Regions from separate parts of the Mus musculus genome. Here regions 1 and 3 are each linked to region 2. Evidence: chromatin contacts called from public HiChIP or PLAC-seq data. All regions are on one chromosome and are shown on one strand. The core of a region is the stretch at or near the end of the contact, and the rest is flanking DNA. Distances in the headings are between cores, read along the strand shown.

Evidence for each region. HiChIP or PLAC-seq counts read pairs in DNA pulled down with a chosen protein or histone mark.
Region 1: an H3K4me3 HiChIP or PLAC-seq map of bone marrow-derived macrophages shows a contact between it and region 2, with 4 times the contacts expected there. The contact joins the enhancer-like site here to the promoter of Rubcnl in region 2. A contact is called at or near these places in 2 of 39 promoter capture datasets (embryonic stem cells and stem cell-derived epiblast-like cells), 4 of 115 datasets of contacts at active chromatin or transcription factors (bone marrow-derived macrophages and embryonic stem cells) and 1 of 9 other capture datasets (embryonic stem cells).
Region 3: a contact with region 2 is called in an H3K4me3 HiChIP or PLAC-seq map of bone marrow-derived macrophages, with 2.2 times the contacts expected there. The contact joins the enhancer-like site here to the promoter of Rubcnl in region 2. A contact is called at or near these places in 10 of 39 promoter capture datasets (the 3T3-L1 cell line, HPC-7-derived erythroid cells, embryonic stem cells and 5 more), 2 of 15 datasets of contacts at CTCF or cohesin (the NIH/3T3 cell line and large pre-B cells), 3 of 115 datasets of contacts at active chromatin or transcription factors (bone marrow-derived macrophages and embryonic stem cells) and 2 of 9 other capture datasets (embryonic stem cells and liver).

What each region holds. Positions count from the first base shown.
Region 1 is chr14:74,688,574-74,691,356 of GRCm38.p6, forward strand. The region is part of intron 2 of Htr2a (5-hydroxytryptamine (serotonin) receptor 2A); the gene reads left to right. Among named protein-coding and RNA genes, the nearest start is that of Esd, 42 kb to the right of the region's middle. Within about 2 kb of position 1,253, at least 10 of the 459 cell types and tissues checked have an H3K27ac peak or open chromatin away from gene starts, as enhancers often do. A contact at or near this core is called in bone marrow-derived macrophages, where this site is marked.
Region 2 is chr14:75,014,593-75,017,292 of GRCm38.p6, forward strand. Rubcnl (RUN and cysteine rich domain containing beclin 1 interacting protein like) reads left to right here and starts at 1,435. Exons shown (of 14, transcript NM_198642.2): 1 at 1,435-1,574.
Region 3 is chr14:74,707,774-74,710,613 of GRCm38.p6, forward strand. No RefSeq gene overlaps it. Among named protein-coding and RNA genes, the nearest start is that of Esd, 23 kb to the right of the region's middle. Within about 2 kb of position 1,473, at least 1 of the 459 cell types and tissues checked has an H3K27ac peak or open chromatin away from gene starts, as enhancers often do. A contact at or near this core is called in bone marrow-derived macrophages, where this site is marked.

The DNA.
Region 1 (2,783 bases), core at 3-2,502, 330 kb before region 2:
ATATGGATGCAGCCAGATGTTTGTTTGTTTGTTTGTTTGTTTGTTTTTTAAGTTGCACATTGGTCCCAATGTATATCCAATAACCAATAATACTGCAAAGAGGACCAAGAGCCATTAGCTGGCCTCTGAGCCTTCTCTTCTGTTTCTAAGCATGAAGTCAGAGGATTTTGAGAGAGAGTGATAGCCCATGCAGATGTTCATAGAGGTACCCAGGCAGGATATGGGCACATGATACCTTTTAGTATGATCTCCCTGGAAGCCAGTTTTCCTCCTTCAAAACACAAGAGAGAGACAAGCTAGGCCTATATATTCGCTCTATCTGCAAAGCCAGGCAGGACCAGGTGGGCCTTCCTCTCCCTCAGTTGCTTTGATCAAATCAATTTTCCTGCCTCCTGCTTCCACTTCTAAAGACCTCGATGATTACATTGGGCCCACCTGGGTGGTCCAAGGTGTACAGCCTATTTTAATATCAACTGATCCGTATGCTTTACTCCTGACTGTCACCTTAACGCCTCTTTACTGTGGAACGTGACCTAGAACATAGCCATGCATTCCGGGAGCCTAGTGAGGGTACCTCTAGAACACCATTATTCTGCCTACCACAAAATACATCAGGTACAAATGTTTAATGGGCTGCAGAAAACTAAACAACTTCCTGTTATTCTCACAAAATCTAAAAGTTAGCTTGCACATTATAGAGATGTTTGCAACTTGATCAGCAGGATCTACACATACAACACACCACACACACACTCTCTTTCTCTCTCACACACACACACAACATACTACACATACAAACACATGAAATCACCACATACACACACACGCACCACATATAAACACAACACACCTCACATGCACACACACACACACACACACACACACACCACAGGTACCCATAATATGGCTAAAAAGATGATCTCATTATTCTAAACGTACCCCTGTGAAATGGAAAACTATAGCAACTTTCTAGAAGTTTCTGTTTCCATCCTATTGATTTCCCACATTGCAGAGCCCTTCCTACCTGACAGACTCTAATAGGTCCTTTTGTGTTAACCTGGAAGAGCTACCCAGCAAATGAACTCCTTCCGGGATGTCAGGGTGCCATGTTTCCCCGGTAGCTTATCACCCTTCCTCTGCATCTCCTCATAAAAGATCTGACTCATTTACTTCTGACTGTGACTTCTGTTCCTTACGATGTGTCCTAATTATAAAGAACTTCCCTGTTCTCAAGAAAGCACTGTCCAGAAAAAGCAGAACAGGGAAGCAGGGAGCCTGTTTTACCAACAGGGATGAACATGTGTGCACACAGACCACACATATCCAACACATTCACTGTTCATCTAGGCCCAGGGATCCAACATGTCTTATGCATGAGAGTACTGGCAGAGCCCACCTCTTCTAAACTTGGACACACAAATGTAAACGTCTGCGTTCATCTCTAAGGGTGTCTGCTCTCTGTCCCCACCCCCCACCCCGACATCCTCCACAGCTTACGTTGGGGGAGAATCCATGACAGTACAGGGCTAGGGCACCACTTCTCAGGAATTCAATGGCGGAACTTAAACGTTATAAGAAACAGTGGAAGAGATGGTAATTTAAACAATATTAGCCTGCAAATTGTGCATTAAAGGCCTATAGTAAAAGGCAATTATCCCTTCACACTAAGGTCCAGAGGCTACCCCATGCCGCCTTCATTTTTATGTTTCCTCTGGGAAGCCATAACCCTGCTTTCACCTCAACTGCATCTTAATGGCTCTAAAACTGAGGTGATCTCCCCTGTGTTACAAGTACACGAAAGAGGTGTGTGTTCAAAAAACATTGCACAGGGCATGACATAACTTCTAAGCCCCTATAACCTGAGGATTCAAGACCCAAGAGAGAGGCCTGACCACCTCAACTCTTTAAAGGGAGAGAACTTGGCCCCTGAACCTGCACAACTCATGTCTAAACTTGTTATGCTGGGGCCACACGGTGTTAAAGAACAAAGACTACAGAGCCAGATTGAGTATAGGTCAAAATTCTAGTTCAGCCACTCACTGTGTGACCTTGGGCAAGCTGATTAACCCCTCTGTCTCTCCATTTTCTCATCAGCAAATAGAGATAATGCTACTGCACAGGGTTGCTATGAGGAATGAGCGAGCTAATTTGCAAAAAGCACTTAGGGTGAGTCTGGAACAAAATAAGTTTTATATAATATTTGCTGCTAATCTGATTTTTTAATTTTTGGTTATATAAAATGCTGTTTTCTTATGACATTTTTGTACACACACACATATGTATATATCTCATTATTTTGCTCATTGTCACCCCCATTATCCTGTCTTTTGTCCCTAAGTAATCCCCATTCTGCTTTAAAGTGGGTATGTGGTTGTTGTGACCACCCCATGCCAAGTTCTCCCAGTACAGGGTTAGGTCAGAAGCATTAAGAGAATTTTACCAGCTGAAACATTACAGACAACACAAATTAGAGGAGTCTCTAATAGAGAGTTTAGATAGAGGATTCTCAAATTAATATCTTTATCTGCATCTTCTACGAAGCCCAAGCTGCCTAAATTATTAACCCTCAAAAGACCTATATTTGGGCAGCCTCTTAGGTCTGTTGCTAAGATGAGAAAGTCTACGACTTAGTCATAACTGTTTTGCCTCATTTTCTTGGTCGGTTATCTCAGAAACATTATTTAAGCACTGTGTGCTGGACATGACCTTAAAAGACTCTCTGTTCCACTGGAGCTCACATTCATGACACCCACCAGATAAACAAAGAGACCAATAGAGTGGCC
Region 2 (2,700 bases), core at 185-2,684:
AAAATATCACCAGCTATTGGGGAACAATCTTAAAAACAAACAAACAAAACCTGTAGGGGACATCTCAGATTCAAACTTTCAGATTTCTTTATTATTTACTATATATAAGGAAGCCCAGTTCATATACTGTAGCTGTCTTCAGACACACCAGAAGAGGACATCAGATCTCATTACAGATGGCTGTGAGCCACCATGTGGTTGTGGGATTCGAACTCAGGACCTCTGAAAGAGCAGTCAGTGCTTTTAACTGATGAGCCATCTCTCCAGGCCCCAGATTCAAACTTTAATGTGCTCAGCATGACATTCACTGTAAGATTCTTTCTCCATGTCCTGTGCTCTGATTTCTCTCCTTTTAGATATTCCTGAATCAAGTTTCTCACATAGTCCCCTTTTCATAATTTGTCGGCTTATTTGATGCTTCATAGAAATTGGATATAAGGGCTGTCGAGAAGGTCCTGAGTTCAAATCCCAACAACCACATGGTGGCTCACAACCATCCGTAATGAGATCTGACACCCTCTTATGGAGTATCTGAGGATAGCTACAGTGTACTTATATATAATAAATAAATAAATCTTAAAAAAAAAGAAAGAAATTGGATATAAGATCTCCTGCCAGATACACCTACCTTAACAAGTCTGACTGTGCTATCTAGCTATGGGACCTCAGATGAGTTATACAACACTGTAAGCCACATATCCCTTAGCTTTGAAACAGATGATTTGTTTCCATCAGGGGTGGCTTCAAGGATACTTAAACAGAAAAGGAAGCAAGCTCAGCAGCCGAGCAACAGCATTAGCACTAACTTGCACTGTTTGTCTATTAACTTGTCTTGAAATAGTCTTGCCATGTAGCTTTTGTTGGCATCAAAGTTTCAATCCTTCTGCTTCCACACCAGCTCCTCTTTCTGACCTTTTAATGTCAGGTTTTCCCAGAGGGTGGTCAGATAACTCAGGATCTTTCCAGGTCTAACCCAGTGTAACCCCCAAGTAAACCGGCCACACGGGAAGGGGAAGACAATGATGGACAGCTAGTATTCAGCTGACTTTGTCTTATTGTTTTCTAACTTACTCCGAAGAGGCAACAACTAGTTAAGTTTAAACCATCCAAACTAGGATGCCCCAGGGACTGAAGGTGTTTCAGAGATGTTAAACAAATAATCCAAAATATCATTGTATTTGCTCCACGACCTGGACAAGTCAATGAACAAAACCAAGGGACCGTCAAAAGCGATGGAAGTAGGTTTTGAGAACGGAGCCCTGTAGGCGAAGCAGGGATCCATTTCCCAATTTTAGCAGAGATGACTTGGGATGCTGGAGCTGTGTGCAGGATTAAGAGTCCCAGTTCTTTCCCCAAAGAGCACCGTGCGCCACCTAGAGGAGCTGAGGGCAGTTGCACGTTCGAAGTCGAGAGAACTTCGGTTTCTATTGGTGAAAACTTTCTGTATTCGTTGGCAGCTTCTCTCTGCACCATCAGAACCTCGGAGCTGTTGGCACACGGAGGAGGTGATCCGAACCTGTCGCTGCCACGGGGCAAGGTGGCTATTTGGTGGATAAAACGGCCAGGAGGCGTAGGTAAGTCGCGGTCCCCGCGAGGTTCTCTGACTTGAGCTCCTACACATCCGAGTTGGGAGGTGGGGGGAGCCGCAGCTTGGGAGTTGGGGGCGGGGAGCTCATTTGTGCCAAGTTTGTTTTTCGTGTTTATTACACCCAGGGTTGGCGGGTCGGTGGCGTCCGAGGGCAGAGTGTGTCCGTGAGGCGTGGGTCTAAAGGCGCCCACTCGGGAGCGCGTCCCCGTGTCTCCGCGTTCTCGCAGTCTCAGGCTTCGCTTTCCCCGAGCTTTTCAGATCACGAGTGTCGCGGGCGGAGGGAAGCAAAGATAACTGGCGTCCCCGCAGCGTCCTGGCTGCATCCCTGTCCTAGCTGCCTGTCCTCAAGGCAGTGACCCCTGAAGGTGTCCTGAAGCAGCGCTGGCGAGCCCTACTGGCCTGCCTGCAGGAAGCAAGGCACAGTGCAGATGAGAAGCCCTGGGCTAGGGAGAGATGACTTAGGGTGACCCATGTTCCTGGAGGCGCTCAGGACAGTGTCATGGTTGCTTGGGAGCTGTGGGAAGTTGTCTCTGGAGAGAAGAGGACTTTTGCGGTGTGACTTTACAAAACAAGGGCCAGGAGAGGTAGCCAGGCATCCTCATTGCGGCAGGACAGAGACGAACCCAGGCGGTCCCCTGGCTCTTCTCAGTTCCTCAAAGGCATGAACCTTGAGAACCCCATCCTCATATCCAACTGCCCTGGACTTGTCAAGGTAGCTGAAAAACGTTTCGCCAATGTAAGCAAGCACACTCCACCTGAAGTCCGTCTACCTGCTGACCTGGAATTGAAGCAATTCCCTGACCCGGTGAGGGATTTGCCCGTGGAAGAGAGAATGCTTGAAAAGGGATATTACTCTAAATGAGAACGAAGGCTCAGAAAACAAAATCAAACAAACCAAAACCAAGCAAACAAAACAATATACCTCCCCATGTATTCTGGAGGTGCCCCTATGGCAAGTTACACTGCCAAGTGCTAGATCTTCAGTTGAAGTTGTGGTTCGAGAGAGCAAAGGTTTGGGGCCCAGTTAGTAAACTTGGGATTTCTTAGACAAGTCCCAAGTCCAAATAGTCGTCAAGGCACCTCCATGACCCCAGTTCCCTTGGTGAGAGGGG
Region 3 (2,840 bases), core at 223-2,722, 310 kb before region 2:
TATAGATTCATTTTCAGAATCAACCAGTTCAATTTTTTCCTTACCTGATTCAGAAAAGAGTTTGTATCAACTCTTGAGAATTTTTTTTAATAATTCTCATTGGTTATAGATATTTGCCAAGGAAACAAGGAAATGGGAAAATATCAATTGAATCAAAGATTGCATGTAATGCATAAAAATAAACACCACAAATTGGGTCCAATTTATAAATACAAGGTTAAAAGCAATATTTTTGTTGCTTCCCTCTAAAACTACATTCATTTTGCTCTGACAGACACTAGCTTCCAGTCAAAAGGCAAGTATCAGCTACCATAACGTTCAGTAGAAATGGCTACTACAGACTAAGGCCAGTTATAGTGAATCCACCATGACACTGTGACACACCGGTGAATTGCACATTACTGTTGAGACAGAGTAAAAGGCTGAAACATCCTTATTGGCTACAAAGGTGTTTTGTTGCAAGCCTTTGGGAAATGTTACAGGTTTAGGAACTAAAGCATGTAGAAAACTTCATCGTGTAAGTTGGAAATTAAGGTTTTCCTAAGTATGTCTTTACAGACACTTTGAATGAAGGTCATGGCTTCAGGTCTAAAATTTATAACATGTCACCAGTCCCAAGGTTATACTTGAAAGAAGTTAGTCCTTAGTGATTAGACTATACTGACTAATAAAAAATAGAAGTGTTAAGAAGCCTGTTCTAATGTGTTTTGCCTTAGTTTGAAACTCTGCACATGCCAATACGTATGAAGGAACGGGTGCAGATTCTAATTCCATGAACTTACTCTTCATCAGAATGAACAGAAACCCCGCTGAAAGGTGTCTTTTGACTACACATATATTACCAGTGTGTATGTGGCTTTTCCCTCTCTGTAACTATCTCTTAAAGGGTATATAAGAAAACGTGTACCTGTATATATATGTACAGACATGTTCCATGCACTTTATTCAACATTTATATATTTATATGAAGAAGAGCAAGTGGTGAAAACATACACATGTGCATGTTTGAATCATGTTGATCTAAATGTGAATTAATGTTCTAATATTCCCATGACCTTCCATGACGGCCAAAGGAGGTTACTGTGTAACAGAGGTACACTTTAAATAAACTGGAAGATGCTTTAATATAAGGAAAGATTTTAACACCATTCTATCAGGGTGTTGAAAACAAATGTCTATATTCAGTTTATTAATCTGAAGTTGAATGATAACTTTAGGCCTCTCTTTAGTCTGGTACTTCTAGACATCTATGGCTTCTTAGATATACTCCTCTCCCCAGGAGGGGAGAAAAAAATAACCATTGAATGATTTATGGATCCATGATGAAAGGATTCACTTCTAGTCAATATTATTAAAAGAGTAACAAACTTCACTCTTCTTTAAGTTGATTGATAGAGTCTACTAGACTTAAGGGATTCAACGCCATATTTAAGAAAAACTCAGTTAAAGCTTACATAATCTATTGGACCACAGCGCCATCTCATGGTCAGTTTTGAAAAATGCTACTGTAGTCCAAACTGCTACCGGGCTGCTTTTAGCAAAAGGGTTCTTCTCCCATTTTGTGCACTGATGAAACATATTTATAAAAGTGTTAAGTTATTCTGTGCCATAATGTAACAAATACAGTGAAGATTTATTTTATGTACTGGTTTTAATCTATTCTAAAATATTTCAAGAATGAATGATTAATTGCAAATAAAGTCCACTTAAAAAAAAAAAAAGTTGACTCCAGAGTTGTGTTTGCTAGAAGGAATTGTCCCAGACCTCCCAGGTCTTCAAGTTGGGGATAGTTGGAAAGCAACAACCTGTGCTTCTGGCTTCAACTATCTCACAATGCTAGAATCCCCTGCATCAGCTTAACGGTCATGAGTCAGCTTCCAGTCACATAGGTTCTCTGTGTCCTACTGATACAACCCAGAAATATAGAGACACACACATATAGGTGTGCATATGCATTACCATACATGCACAAACACACACACACACACACACACACACACACACACACAAACACCAGCACAGGAACCATAGTTAAACAGGGATATGTAACATCATTAAACAGGCCAGAAAGTCACATGACTCATCATTGCACCTTTAAGTGTAGGAACAAAGCAGGGCTTTATGCCTGTAACCCCAGCATCAGAAGGTGGGGGGAAGGATGCCTACAGATTACAAGGCTTTATATGACACCTTGTTTCCAAAAAAAAAATTTAATGAAAAAAAAGTGTAGAAATAATTACAAAGAGGGAGAGTAGTTTTTTTTTTCCAGGTTGTTATGTGTTGAGCACCTACCTACTGTAGAGTCCATGTGTTCAGCTGTTTTGTTTATTTTACATACATGGACTCCTTCACATCTAGCCTAAAGGTAGGAATAGTCTATTTTGAAAATGAGAAAACTGAGATTCAGTTAGTGATGTGTCAAAAGCCACACCACTAATAAGAAATATAGCACTTCAAGCCGGGGCCATCTGATTCCAACCCCTAAGTGCTTCATCCAAGTGGGAGAAGAAGGACATTTCAGAACCCAAACTCTCCTGTTTCCACATTTGCTTCTTGTTATACACTGGCTATAAGCTTAAGTCGTCCTAAACACCCTGTACCTCATTGGAATGTCTCTAGGATGCACAGGTTTGGGTCACGCCCTGCCTAATTGACAGAGATGGCTACCGCAGATCATAGCCGTCCCTGACAGCCTGCAACACACTGGAAGTGTAAAAACTGGGTTTGCTTGCTTTAGTTTTGGTTTTTGTTTTTATTATTAAGATACTAAGAATTGGATCTAGGATCTTACAGTGCTAGGTAAGCATCCTGCCACTGGGCTGTAGCCCCAGTCGTCGTCG